Regions from separate parts of the Lactuca sativa genome. Here region 2 is linked to region 1. A link is a contact called in public Hi-C data. All regions are on one chromosome and are shown on one strand. The core of a region is the stretch at or near the end of the contact, and the rest is flanking DNA. Distances in the headings are between cores, read along the strand shown.

The links. Hi-C and Micro-C count contacts between places; a contact is called where the count stands out from the background.
Region 2: a Hi-C map of leaf shows a contact between it and region 1, with 6 times the contacts expected there. The contact joins the promoter of LOC111882870 here to the promoter of LOC111890587 in region 1. A contact is called at or near these places in 2 of 4 Hi-C or Micro-C datasets (leaf and seed).

What each region holds. Positions count from the first base shown.
Region 1 is chr6:176,445,242-176,452,975 of Lsat_Salinas_v11, forward strand. It overlaps LOC111890587 (citrate-binding protein), which reads right to left and starts at 3,488. Exons shown (of 2, transcript XM_023886691.2): 1 at 3,216-3,488; 2 at 2,040-2,441. The coding sequence starts at 3,488. The coding sequence ends at 2,058.
Region 2 is chr6:176,796,673-176,804,406 of Lsat_Salinas_v11, forward strand. LOC111882870 (60S ribosomal protein L3-1) reads left to right here and starts at 3,797. Exons shown (of 5, transcript XM_023879240.3): 1 at 3,797-3,923; 2 at 4,242-4,348; 3 at 4,693-4,803; 4 at 4,918-5,632; 5 at 5,712-6,142. The coding sequence starts at 4,264. The coding sequence ends at 5,970. LOC111882874 reads right to left here. Exons shown (of 5, transcript XM_023879243.1): 3 at 7,663-7,734; 4 at 7,119-7,283; 5 at 6,998-7,003. The coding sequence ends at 6,998.

The DNA.
Region 1 (7,734 bases), core at 2,238-4,737:
CTAAAAGAATGAGGTTGTAGTTTTTGGACCTTGTTTCACTGTTTCATAAAACTTTTATGATTGTCTAAGTTAACAGCCTAGCTATTAGTTTTTTTTTTAAATGACCATTTTGCCTTTGAACCAAAACTAAAAAGCATATAGCATAACAACAAAATTTATATTTTTCTTTTTTTTTTTATCTTTTTTTTTTTACTTAAGTTTAGAGTAGATTACATTTTTGGTCCTTGAGTATACCTGATTTTTTTTTTTCTAGAAGGTTCTGAGGGGCGTTTTTTGGTATTTCAGGGTCAAATGTTGACTCTAGTTGAGTACACACTTCTGTTATATCGTGCATTCTTACCTGCCCATGTATGGTACCAATTCTTTTTGAACACAGAATATGGGAGCCTATTTTCATCTTTCACAATATGACTATATTTAACTTTAAATCTCACATCAATTGTTAAGAAAGTATATTTCTTATTCTTATTTTGTTACTACCGGAGACATAAGAAAACTTTCTAATGAGGGCGTTCATGTCTTTTGTATAACCCGTCTGTTATATTATGTCATGTCATCTCTTGTCTTATCAATTGATTTTTTACAAAGGTATACACACACATGTAACATCATAATTTCATTTTATATAACATCCAATTTTAACATTGAGTTTACTGTTCCCGAAAATAGGATCATAGTTACCGATTAAAAAGATGGAACCAAGAACCAAGCACGACATCAATTTTTTTTTTCAAAAACAACATTATACATCCAAATTATAAGTATTCAATAAAGAACCATACGAATGAGTAAAAACATATAAATTCGAAAACAATATCAAACTTACAGATTAAAAAGATTTAAGGAAGAAGTACATACATTTATTCAACTAATTAGACTGATGGGAAGGTTGAAGTTTTTTTTGCATTTGTTTTCTGCGGAGGAATTATGACATAATGTTTGTGTAAATCGATTATTAAAAAGGTTTGAAATATATATACAAGTAAATATGATGAAAATTAGCAGATAATCAATTGAAATCCTATTAAACTTAAAATAGAAGATATCATGCTTGAAAATGTATTGGTTCATAATAATATCGGAAACTTTTGAAATTTGAAATTAATAGTTTCCGAGATTTTAACATATAATATATTTGGAAATCAATTTTGAATGGAAATAGAGCTTAAATTTAAGGTTTACATTAATAAGGAACCAATTTTGTAGTTGTAAGTTTGGAAATAATTCAAGTATCATTTTCATTCAATTCCTACATTTAATTTCCTAATATAACGTGTTGACTTGTTGTTTGATCAAGGTGACGTAAGCAAATTGATCTAAGGGTGTAAAACATATAAAGAAAACACAATCAACGGTTCAGATTGTTTTAAATGATGTCATAAGGTTTCTCTTTTAATAATATTTAAAGATTATATTTCTCTACATATATTTGGTTTTACGAGTATACATGATAATAATAATGATTTTTTTTCATCCATTTGTCCATTATAAACCTTGGTGATTCCTTCTATAAAATAAATAAAACAATTAAAATCGTCTTTTACACAAATACCTTATACTAGTTAAGTTCAAATGACATGGACTCTAATAGAAACCCTAACCCATGGTATGTAATCTTGACAAAATTAGTCGGTAGCTTCTATATAGATAGCAAGATGCTGAAAGTTGTAGCTTCTGTATGGGCATAATTGTTCGGAAAATATAGCCTTAAGCTTTTGAAAGGTGTTAAATGATATAAATCATAAAAGCCAGAAGCTATCTGGAATAAACTTTTAGTTCATGAGTTTTTTGTTTAAAATAAAAGTTTTAAGGTTATTCTCACGAACACAACTTTTTCTTTAAATCATTTTTTTTTGTTATAAGCTACAACCCTTTAAAAAACATCATGTTAAGACCAATGGGCGAGGCAACATGAAACCGTTACAAACACAATTTACCTTTTTTTTTACATACACGTTCAACTTCAATAAAATATCATGTACAATAATACTTTCATAATATATATAGATCACATATACAACATCTAAATTCTTCTTATATACATATCATATACATGTCTATGACTTCTTGTATATTTTGATGTCTCTCCACCTCGATTCCATATATCGACTCGTGTCACTCGGTGCACCATAAACACCACACTTAAAATACAAGTCTCCGGGACCTTCATCATGTGATTCAAACTTCTTCACGTCATTGATGTAAACCATTATTTTTCCTTCATCAACATTGTGAATTAAATTCACCTTGAACCATTTATCATATAAATTAGTAGCAATTACTTCCCCATTGTAATACCTCATGTCTCCATTATAGATCCTTAGTAATATTGTTGTGTTACCTTCGGCTGCACCATGGATTTGCACAATCGTAGCACCCGAAGTTCCATGTGGTATGAATGCATAGCCTTCGAATTGCCAAATCCCCGAAGTGTAGTCTGGCTGCATAGTAAAACATCAAAAACCCGTATTAGCAACAACTTTATTCCACTATAAATATAATACAGGTAAAAAAAATTCAACTACGAATCACTTTTGTTATCCAATTTGTCACGGGAAAATCACAAAAATAGCAAAAGGGGGGAAGAGTTTTTACAAAATTACCATCTTTTTAATAAGATGACTGCGAAATTGTTCTTTTAATGACATAACAAGTATAAAAATAAGCAAATTCATTGGAAATTTATGTGTTTTACAAAGATATGAAGGATATCACAATAATATGATTTTTTATTTTGTGTTCTATTGTGAAATTGATAGTTTTATTTACAAAGAATGTCGTATAATCTTATATGAATGATACCTTTCAATAAAATTTTCAAGCGTTTTTTAAACCAAAAAGTTCTTTAAAGTTGAAAAAACTATCGAAGGAGCTTCTCAAACCAAAAAGTTTTCAAAGAACTTGTTAATTAACAAATATTTACCAAGAGTTTTTTCAATGATCAAGCGAGTGTCATATGTTTTCAACCAATTATAAATAGACAATTTATTGTGGGTTTTATTGTTTGTAAATTGAAGAGCTCACTTATTCCAAATATAAAAGAGAGTTTTTCCAATTGTTATTTATGAAAAAGCCATTCTAGTTTGAATGCTCTAAGGATTTTAATAAAAAAAATCCTTGGTTATACGACATGTATTGATTACTTGTACCGTACAAGCAAACAATGCATATCCTTCATATCCCATGTTAGAAAAATTTGATTAAAAAAAGCTTACTTTTATTTGAACTTCGGTTCTGGGTCGTGTGTTGCTTCCACGCTCGAATGGCTTATCGTTTGAATAGACCCAAAACCGACGAATACCGTTATGGAAACTGTATCTGTCTGTGAGTGGGACGTTGTACGGTTTCTGGTATATGAAGCTACTTGGTGTCAAGGGGACATTGGTAAACCCTTGTGTGGGATCAATAGCAAACACCTTTAAACCATCATTTAGTAAACTCAAATTTACAACTAAGAGAAGCAGGCTGCAACCACAAACTCTCTTCATTTTCTCTCTAGGGTTTGCTTGATGTACAAGTGTTGTTGATACATAGGGCAAAGTTAATCATGGTTTATAGGAGGACAGGGAGAGAAAGGTGAATTGTTTTTATGGGTATTGTACAAAAGTAGGGCAAGAGAATTTGAAGGTTGTTTGGTCTGATTCTTCCTTTTGTTTGGTCTGATTCTTCCTTTTGTTTTATTTCAATGATTATTTCTGTATAAAATAATATTTGAAATACAAAGTAATTTATGTTAACAATAACTAATCATATGTGTAATTTATAGAAAAAAAAAAATAAGAAACAGTAACACAATTTAAAAAGCCGATATTATAAAATAACAGTTAAATTATGAAAAGTATAATAAATTTAGAAAAAGTATACATGCATACATATATACAAACACATCATATCATATCTATTGTAATTAACTATTGGCATTATATTTTGATAATAAATTAATAATGTACTAAAAATGGAGAAAATCACAAAAATCATATGTAATATAACAAAATATGTAATATACCAAAGGATTTTGGCCTACCGACATCAAATGTTGTTGCCTAGTTGGATTGTTGCTCCCCAACCAAATATTGAAATTCAAGCCTTGCTGAAGACAATAGATGTAGATTTCGGAATAAGATGGTCGGCATGTAACAGTTCAAAAAAATGTTATATAACAAAATAAAAATCTTAATAAATGTTATCACAAAACCATCACACTCCTAAAAAAATGAATCACCAACAACATTTTTTTGTTTTTTTAAGATCGAGTGACCATGGATAAAAAAGCTCTTAAAATCGTTTGAAATCTTTGGTATTATTGTTGGGTAATGCTGAAATTTGATATGATTAACTAAATCGTTGAAAAATCTTTGATTTTTTTTTGGCTTGATTACACACTAGTAGTGTACCCAACTATAAGATCTTGAACTCGGAGTCCGGGCTAAGGCACAAACTTTTCTAGCATGAACATATTACCGTGTCTCACCCACTATATGAAACGAGCACATCAGACAAAACCTTCAAAAGAGACAGTGTATCTTTAGATAATATGTAGACCTTATCTCCCATAAAAACCACTATAAATACTACCCTCATGGGAAGGTATAAGCAACATCATGCTCTCTCAACTCTCGTAATATTTTGAGTAATCACCCTCTAACTTGGGTGTCGAAGTGTAATAATGTATCCATCTTGGATTACGATCGACCATAGCCTCTCATTTGTGATCAACAGGTTAGAAGAATCATGTAGACACATCATCCTTTATACTCAACTATCCATTAGATACCCTCTCCCGGACACAATTGCTACACACATCTCCACAATGAATTTGATAACAGTAGTTTGCATCAAACGTTATAATCTTTCACTTGTTTAGATTTGTACAGATAATTATTGTTATACATCATGTAGACAATTTAGTTTTGACTGAATTATTTCATATATATTCTTGATAAACATTAAAATATAATGATATCCAGATAGCACAAATTTGACTTATTGAGCCGGGTACGAATCAACTTTTTATATTACAACAGGCTATTAATGGTGACCATGTTCTTCAGAGTCATAATTTTTGTTTTGTTTTTTTTTATTTATTTTATTTTATGAAGTTTTAGTTTTGAAACACATTTATTATTAGCATGCAGGCAATATGTTAACCAATAATCAAATCGAAAAAACAAGTTAACCAAAATCATATTTTTCGTTTAGATTTAGGTTTAAAAAGTTAATGAACCATTCTTCTCGGTTAACCATCCGTAATGCAATTTTAGTTTGGTTAATCATCTATGAATGTCCCTTGATAGAACTATCGAACTTAGAAATGCCCAACATCCTTTTATGTCATTTAGTTATGTTATGTCTCGCTTAATACGAAAGTGTGTCTCGCTTAATATGAGAGTGTAAATGTAACCCATTTTACAATGTATAAGTTGCTTATAAATTTAAATTACGATCACATGATTTAATTAGCCGATACTTTAATTTAATAATACATACTTACCAAATTCTTATAAAATTAATGAATTAAGAATGTATATAATTATGTCATTGATTATATAAAGTATAAACCAAGTAATTATTAATAAATCTATGCCCCTAATCGGAATGGATAAATGGTTCGATTATATAAAGTACAAACCAATTATTTGAATATGATATATACATGTCATTTGTAATGTAGATATAAAGCTTACATATATCTAGCATAATTAAACATATATTCATATCTTATCATATATGATTTACTTTATTCATATATATAAATACATATCGCACAATAATTATGTCACTTCGTAATACATATCGCACAATAATTATGTCACTTCGTATATCCCCATTGATTTTCGTCGACCGAACACTTATGTGTATTCAAAGTTTTTTGACAACTCAGCATATAAAATCAAAGTGAAGTAAGAAGAAAACCATAAAACAAATTACGAAATCCATATGTATATAAGCAATTTTAGGGAGTCAAAAAAGCATACGGAGAAGGATTATAATCGAGATGAGTTCTTGTTGCCAATAGTTAAATCATGGTCTCAATATGTTGACCCACTTCAAATGAGGTTGCTTTGTTTATTTCATATTAAATTGAAATAATAGAAATTTGTATAAAATTAAGAGTTATGTATGAAAATTTATTAAATGTAAGTTATGTTGGGATACTCTTTAGCATGATAAAAAGTAGAAATGTTAACGGGGGCAAACAAGACGGGAAGTGCATCCCTTGTCCCCACTCCTGAAATTTCCCTGTTCCTCCACTCCCAAATTTATTTTGGGCTGCATTTTTTAGGCTAAAAGAGATTGTTTGAGCTAAAAGAAACTATTTTATAGATAACAAATATTTATTTATAGAAAAATTTTACGTTTTAAAAACAAAAAAACAAAAGTTATGGTATCTTAAAACATTATACTAACAACTTAAAAACATGTTTTCTGTTGCCTCCGCCTCCATCCCCATCCCTTAATTTTTTTTAATAAATACCATCAAACAAGACCCTTGTCTCATCGAACTTTTTGACATCCCTAATAAAAAGAGTGTCTAGGATGTTTAGATAGCCAATGAAAGATGAATGCTATAAAATTAACTAGTTAACGAATGACGTGAAACAATTTTTTTTTTTTAATAATTATCGGAATTTCATGTATGAGAAAATTAGGATTAGAAACATCCAAAATCTCCATCAAAGTTTCATATAATCAGCTATGGAGAAAACTGATGATGAAGTGATGTTTTAAAGATGTGGTAGTAATTAAAACTTCATTGAGCCATTTAGAAAAACCATAAATTTTAGATTTGACTCAACCTCCAAACCCTAGATAATGGAAATGAAAGAATTATGAGAGAAAACTATATTAACTCACTAGAAGATAGAGATACAATGATTAGTTGTTCAATACTTCAACTTATAGTTTCAAATCCACCATTCAAGAATGAAATTACCATTTCTAGAGCTCCAAGCTCTCGTTAAATTCAATTGAATGAAAACGAGTGAAATGGAAAAAGAGTTGGATTATATTTATACTAGGTGTGAGATCCATGTATTACATGAGTTTATTTAATATATAAAGTTTGAATTTGTAAGAAAAATGAGAATTTTTTTTGAATTATTAAAATTAATGAGGCTTTAATGTATTGAATACATTACATATATACACCATTTTTAATAAATTCCTTACATATATATTACCTTACACATTAAATGTGGAATTTTCATTTAATAAAATGAAAAATACAATAAAATAACAAGTGGAAAACAGAAAATTTAAAAATTCTACAAAATGTCATGTGTCCAAATGAATGAGAAGATGACATGTGGCAAAAAAATCTTCATTTATTAGAGTAGATACTTATACATATTAAACTACTAGCTATGAAACCCGTATATTATACAAGTTGATTATAACAAAATGTTTAATACGAATGATTAAACGGGAAGTTTATATGAATTTGAAATTTGAAATAAATGAAAATTATAAGAAAAAAAAAACATGTCAAAAGAAATTTAAAATTAAGTGTTTAGTTGTCAGACCTGTTACTAAACGAGTTAATTATAACAAAATATTAAATATGAATGTTTAAACTTTAAATTTATTTAAAATTATTATAGTCTTTATGGGATGTTTAATTTACTAAACTAAATTAATAATATATTAAAAAATAAAAAATAAAATAAATAACAAATGAAAAATAAATATTTCAAAATAATAACAAAATAAAATATTACAAATTGAATGAAAAAA
Region 2 (7,734 bases), core at 2,547-5,046, 350 kb after region 1:
GAGAGGTATGATGGCCGAAAATATGAAACCTAAGGAGGGTTTATATAGATGATCAATGGAACTAAGGATAAGACAGTTTCTTACGAGAAGTCATATCCCCTTAACTTCCTTCCTAAAGCATCCAATGCACCTTTAGTGCCTAAGAAAACCCTTGAACCATTCTAGAATTCGTCCAACCCTCTTGGGAGGTTCTAGAATTGGTCAATGTTCAATCTTTTGAACATTGTCACCTTTAGTCATCCCACTTTTAGTTATTCCAATTAATCCCAAAATCAATTTCAATGAATTTCTAATTAATTTATAATTAAACAATATATTTTTTAATTGATATATTTTTCTCAAGACATATTAATAAATTATTTATTTTGACTTCTAATTAGTTTATTAATCATATAATAAATTAATAAATCAGTCTCTTTCTCCAAATAACATTCCAGTCTTTTACTAGTCTGAGGGAAACCCAAAAGGACTTTGCTAATAATTTAGTTAATGTCCTACACACCTAATCCAACATAAAAAATATATAAATATCATCTTTGCTAAATATCCGTTCAATCTTATTATGAAATTAAAAGAAATTTGTAACATCCCAAATTTCAAGACCAAAAATTTCATTTTAAATTCAAAGATTTATAAAACTATTACTGAAAATGCCATCAATGTTATCTTATATCATGAAAACCCTATGTCAACCATCTCAAAAACATATCATAGGAAAATAATTTCAGAGTATAAATCTCAATAATCTCATGTGTGTGATGCGTTGCTATCGTGCCGACTCCTTTCCATTCGAAGAAGAAGAAGGACCTGAAACAAAACTGAAAACTGTAAGCACAAAGCTTAGTGAGTTCCCCCATTATACCACATACCATACAATAATCATATTGTCTAACATATATGGGTACTGGACTACCTCTTTGGTCTCTTTCAATCGGTAGCTGCCTAGCATATCAGGGTAATGACCTACCCCTTTGGTCTCTTGCAACCAATAACTCGCCTAACATGTCAGGGTGCTGGCCTACCCCTTCGGTCCTTTCGACCGGTACCTATCCTAGCATACCAGGGTGCTTGCCTACCCGTTCGATCCCTTCGATCCTTTCGATCGGTACCATAGACTATTTCAACCCTACTTCTACCATATAACATTCTAGCTCGTAAACACATAAGTCATTTACTGCCTAGCTTATCCGGGTGTTGGCATACCCTTTCGGGCCTATCGACCGGTACTGGGGTCTATCCTACCCCTCTTACCACTATCACATAATATCATAACATATTAGCACATAAAGCATAACAGATAGTGACATACCAAATAATTATCACAAAGATAATCATCTCTACTATAGCTCATACCAGTGGGTCAGCATTGGTGCCTTCGACCCACTTCTTCTGGAAGACAACTCACCTGAAATGTCGTGTAATAGTTGAATTGTCCTCAGCTCTGGGATCAACTCCTCTCAAACTCCTACATATAAAAATCTCCTTTAATTACCCCTTTCATACTTATAACCCCTTTAAGGGTCAACTCTGGTCAATGGTCAAAGTTAAAGTCAACATCCTAGTCAAAGTCCATATCCAGGTCAAAGTCAACATCCTGGTTGACTCAGCTCACCGAGTTGGTCCATAAACTCGTCGAGTTCCATATCCATAAAACCCTAGAAATCTCGATCCAACTCGTTGAATTCCTCCTCATAACAGAGTCGAGACATTTCCCTTAACCCGCCAGTTCCTCCTTGAACTCGTCGAGTTCTTCAATCTTCTAAACCCAAAATCATGGCCAACTCGCTGAGTCATCTCCTAGACTCAATGAGTTTACCCAGCAACATAAAAAGTTGGGGGACCACAACCCAACTCGCCGAGTTGCATGAACAACTCGTCGAGTCCCCCATAGGCTGAACTCATTCAGTCGTTTCCAGTCGAGTTCAATGCTTCCAAACCATAGATCTGATCCCCTAGGACTAAGTTACCACGTAAAGTTGCTAACTTTATGTTCATGTATGGTGCCACAAAGCTAGAAACACCAAAACTAAGCTATATAAGAGGTCTAGGGCATGGGGAATAGTCAAGGCTTGATAAAGCTGACAACTTTAAGTCTTATAAGCTCATGAGTGTCTAGATCTGAAGTCAAAACCTAATGATACACTCAAATCCCAAAAATGACTTCAATATGGCCCAAAAGTAACAAAATACAACCCTAAATGAAGATCTAAGCAAAGGAAAGCCAACGTATCAACTTTATACCTCAAATGAGTCAGAAATGCATGTCAACTTCCGGATCCAGTGCCTTCCTCTTGAATCCTCAAGCTTCTCCTTCCTTCTCAAGCTTCAAAATCACCAAGAATACCCAAAAATGGCTCAAGAACACTCGAAGGTGGATTAGGGTTTCATGGCTAGGGGTTGGAGTGATGGAGACTACAAATGAGGCCATCCTTAGGAGGTTAAGGTGTTTAAATAGAGTGCAAACCCTGAAAATTAGGGTTTCAATCTGGCATCTTACTCGTCGAGTTGAGGCTCTCAACTCATCGAGTAGATTTCAAGTCCCGCGTCCAAAAATCCATTCCTATTCGACGAGTTTGGGCCTCTAACTCGTCGAGTCCCTTTGCAAAAATGACTAGTTTGATTTAAAATACATACCAGGATCCGGACGTTACAAAAACATCACATAAAATTGTAACATCGTAATTTTGGGCCTAAAAGTTTTGAACTTTTTGAGAAAAAATGGGAAATTAAAAAAAATATTTTAATAAAATAAAATTAACTATAAAATAATAATAAAAAATTAATTTTTTATGGAGGTAAAACCTTGAATAAAAGACTTTACAATTATTTGAAGATTTAAATGGGGAAAAATGGGAATATTTACCAATTTATTTAACTATGCAAGATTTAAAATGTGAGGAATATGGTGGGGAGGGGTTTAATACGAAAATAGATGGTGGTAGACGGAGTTATTTGTGAAAAGATAATCAAATGAGATAAAAGAATAACAAGGATGGACTATACTTGCCTAAGTGTCCATAGTTAGTCTATTTGAAGCTTCTTATTCTGTAACATCCGTGATTTCAAGGTATTGCTAATTTATTTAATAATGTATTTAATTGTTCTGGGCCATGAAGTTATTTTGGGCTTAGAGGTTGGGCCTCTATGTGTTTGGGCTAGCTGAAGTCGTATGCACGACATAGTAAGAACAAGGAAAATGTGGAGCCATGCATGTACGCGCAAGGACAAAGTGGTATGCGCAACTTACGTATGCTGACTTAAAACCCTAATTTTTAGGGTTCAAGTCATAATCATTTAATGTGTGCTGGATTTAAGACCCTAGCTTGTATAATGATTATTTTGAACTTTAAAGAGGCCACAAGTTATAAGGTGAGCTTGAATCATATTTTGATAGGTTTATTGTTAACAATTTTATTATTTTAAACTTATTAAAATATTTAATATATTAAAATATTTAATATGTTGAAACCATATTTTACGCAACTACTTTTTAGTAAAATCCTTTTGAAAATAGTAAATATATTTTCAACTAGGCCCTAACAACAAATGCTGTTTCAAAAGTAAATAAACAATTCTTCAATAACAACGATGATGCGTTTTATTTTATTAGACAAAATAAACATGTATTTTTTATTTCTATAAAATGAATTCTAATTTTTATCAATATGATGTAAACATTGCCTTTGAAAATTGAAATACACACAGAGTTAGAGGCCCTGGCCTAGGAAGACAAGAACCAACTTTAGCCCAAGCCCGTTAGGTGTCTTTTAGAAAACTGAGGGGAATTTCTGTGCTTTTTGTAAAGTTTAGGGGGGCTTGTTGTGCAATGGAAACTACGATGATTATATATATTTTGCTAGGGTTTTAGATGCATTTCACTGGGGCAACTATCGCCGCACGGCTATCTTCGCAGCAACTAGCAGGTTCTCTCATCCTTTCAACATCTCTCTAACACATTTGATCCTCGATTGCTATTTTCGCATGCTAATCATAGATGATAACCTTTATATGGTTTAATTTCGCAATTTAGTCGATCTGCATTTGTGTGAACATCTTCAATTGACCATATACGATTTTTATTCTGATTAAAGAGAAGCATCTTTCTTTTGCAATCATTTTGAATCCTCTATTTTTGTGTGTTCGTCGATTTAGAGATGTATATGCTTGTTTATACTTCGATTTAAAGCTCATTTGAGGTGTGTATTGTTTTTAATTGTTTTTTCTTTTTTTTAACATTAAAGGTGAAGGAGGAGGAAGAGTAGGATGTCTCACAGGAAGTTTGAGCACCCCAGACATGGTTCCCTTGGATTTCTTCCCAGGAAGCGTGCTGCTCGCCACAGAGGGAAAGGTATACATTGTTGTTTTTTACTTAAAATACGCATTGTCTTTTTTTTGATTGAGGACTTACATGATTTAGGATTTGTTTAACAAACTTATTTGCGATTTTGTGTCAACATAGCCATGTCTATTTGCATCACAAATCAACATCAAATTGTTTCATTTGTAGTTTGAGGTTTATGATGTGAACAATAACGTTTCCTCTTCAATTTGAAATAATTGGTTTCTTTTACTTAAATCCTTGTTGGCTTAATCACTTTAACATCTTCTAATCTTACACCTAAAACCACAATCTGATATGATTAAATCATGTTATATCTTATGCAATGTCTTTCTTCCTTATATCCATTACAGTGAAGGCTTTCCCCAAGGATGACCCAACCAAACCATGCAAGCTAACCGCTTTCTTGGGCTACAAGGCTGGGATGACTCACATTGTCAGAGATGTCGAGAAGCCTGGATCAAGTAAAACCCTCTTCAGATTTCCACTTACTTTTCAATCTTTGAAAAAAAAGTCTGAAACTCTCAGATTCTTGATTAATCTAGTTGATTAAAAAACATCTTCCTTTGGATTCACAGAGCTTCACAAGAAGGAAACATGCGAAGCAGTGACCATCATCGAGACCCCACCCATGGTGGTTGTTGGAGTGGTAGCCTATGTCAAGACGCCACGTGGCCTTCGTTCATTGAACACTGTTTGGGCTCAACATCTGAGCGAAGACATCAAGAGAAGATTCTACAAAAACTGGTGCAAATCCAAGAAGAAAGCATTTGCCAAATACTCAAAGAAATTCGAATCCGACGAGGGCAAAAAGGACATTCAATCCCAGCTTGAGAAAATGAAGAAATATGGAACTGTAATCCGGGTCTTAGCCCACACCCAGATCAGGAAAATGAAAGGGTTGAAGCAGAAGAAAGCACACCTAATGGAGATTCAAGTAAACGGAGGAACAATTGCTCAAAAGGTGGATTTTGCTTATGGATTTTTCGAAAAGCAAATCCCAATTGATGCAGTTTTCCAAAAGGATGAAATGATTGATATAATTGGAGTTACAAAAGGTAAAGGTTATGAAGGTGTTGTGACTCGTTGGGGTGTGACTAGGCTGCCACGTAAGACTCACAGAGGTCTCCGTAAGGTGGCGTGTATCGGAGCGTGGCACCCTGCCCGAGTTTCCTTCACAGTTGCCCGAGCCGGGCAGAATGGTTACCATCATCGTACTGAAATGAACAAGAAGATTTACAAGCTTGGGAAAACTGGACTAGAGTCACATACTGCTCTTACTGAGTTTGACAGGTTTGTTATTTTAAGGACTAAAAATGTAAATAAATGTTGTAGGAGGACTTAATGTGTAAATAATGTTTGATTGATGTAGGACTGAGAAGGATATAACTCCAATGGGTGGGTTCCCTCACTATGGAGTGGTGAAGGATGACTATTTGTTGATCAAAGGTTGCTGTGTGGGCCCCAAGAAGAGGGTGGTGACACTTCGTCAATCCTTGTTGGCACAGACGTCCAGGCTGGCGCTTGAGGAGATTAAGCTCAAGTTCATTGATACTTCTTCCAAATTTGGACATGGGCGTTTCCAGACTACACAGGAGAAGCTCAAGTTCTATAACCGCATGAAGGCTTGAGGGAGAAGGGTAATTTTGGTAAGTTATGGTTAGTTAAAGTTTGTTTGAACAAGTTTATTTTTTATGAGAACAAGTTTTGGTTGGTGTTTTGTTAAATTGTTATTCAGCATGGACGTGTTTTTTGGTATTATTTGTCTTGGTTATCTTTAATACAGAAAGTATGTTTTAAATAGTTTTTTGGTTATTTATATTCCCTTATTTAAAATTGCCTTTATGAAAAATCTCGTTTTTCATGGTTGAAGCAAGACATTAATATCTTAAATTTATATCGGTCTATTTTAAACGTGAGGAAATTACACTGAAATATGTCGAATCAAATGCTCGTTGAAATGCCAAAGTAAGCTAGAATACATAATAGTCAGCAAAATTTGTGCGATTAAATGAGAGAATCTGATTACTAAAACCTTAAACGTTAGTTTTTTTGATTCTATCTTTATGTTGTCATTAAATACTAGGAGGGTAAGGTTTTAGATAAAGGAGAAAGTGGCATTCCATACCTTTTTTCCCATTCTTTTTGTTTTTATCCTTTCAAAATTTAAGTAATATTTGCTTCCTTGTAGCAGCTCTTCCACCTTTGTGTTCCCTGGTTTACACAATCTTTAAATCGGTTATTGTGCTCGATGATTAGAGCATAAAACCATAACATAATACAAATAATTTTAGTGTCATTGTCCATTTAGTGTAATTGGTAATAGAGATGTAAACATTGATTTAAAACAGTTTGGGAGGGTACAACCCATGATGGATATATTTCATCCGTAAGATAGTAACAACGCTTGTAGTGTTCGTCATTTAGATAAAAGGAACAATCGGGTCCTGTTTCATAGTATTTCACATCAAACAACGGCGATTGATCGAGGACATTTAAATCATTGTTCTACCCAGTTACCAGAGACGTAGGAATTGATAGTAGGACATTTAAATCATTGTTCTACCCAGTTACCAGAGACGGATGCAGGAATTGATAGTAGGTGTTGTCGATTTTTTTTTTCCGGTCAAACTTAATATAAAACCAAAAACTAATTCATTATGTCTAATACAAATAAGCGATTCATTACATAAAAGTTAAAACCATAACAACAATCTATCATCTATCCAATTTAAATTTGTCATTTTCGTGTGGACATCTTTTGAAACCGTTCCATTACCTTTTCATTCTCAACTTTTATAAGTGCTTCGGTCTCAACATAGCAAAGTAACGCATCGTTCAAAAATTCATTGCCAATCTTGTTGCGCAAGTCGGTCTTCAAGAGCTTCATCTTCGAAAAACATCTTTCTACACTAGCGGTTGCTACGGGTAATATCAAAGCTAACTTTAAAAGCTTATAAACCAAAGGATAAGACAGATGTTTCCCCGTACTAACCATCAAACGAGAAAGCTCGGAAATTCCTTTCAAAGTGGTAAAACACTCATCTTTGATGGAAGAGTGATAAAATATCTCAAGTTGTCCTTCAAGTTGTCCTTCAAGATCTATCACAAGGGCTCAAAGCACCCATGTATTCTAGTAACTGGGTGCTTGTTTCACTAAATCGATCCCGGTATTCTGTCAATTGCATATCTACCACTGTGTTGAAGATTTAAACCTCAAAGTGAAATCTATTGGTCTTTGTGGTCGTACGGTTTCTCGCACCAATATAAAAATCCTGCATTTCCAGAGTAGCAATATTGTGTGTTTGACAAAAAGAGGATACCTTTGGCAAAATGGTAGCAAACCTCGTGTCTCTTAAAGATTGCAATGCTTCCATTGTCCCTCTAACCATCGA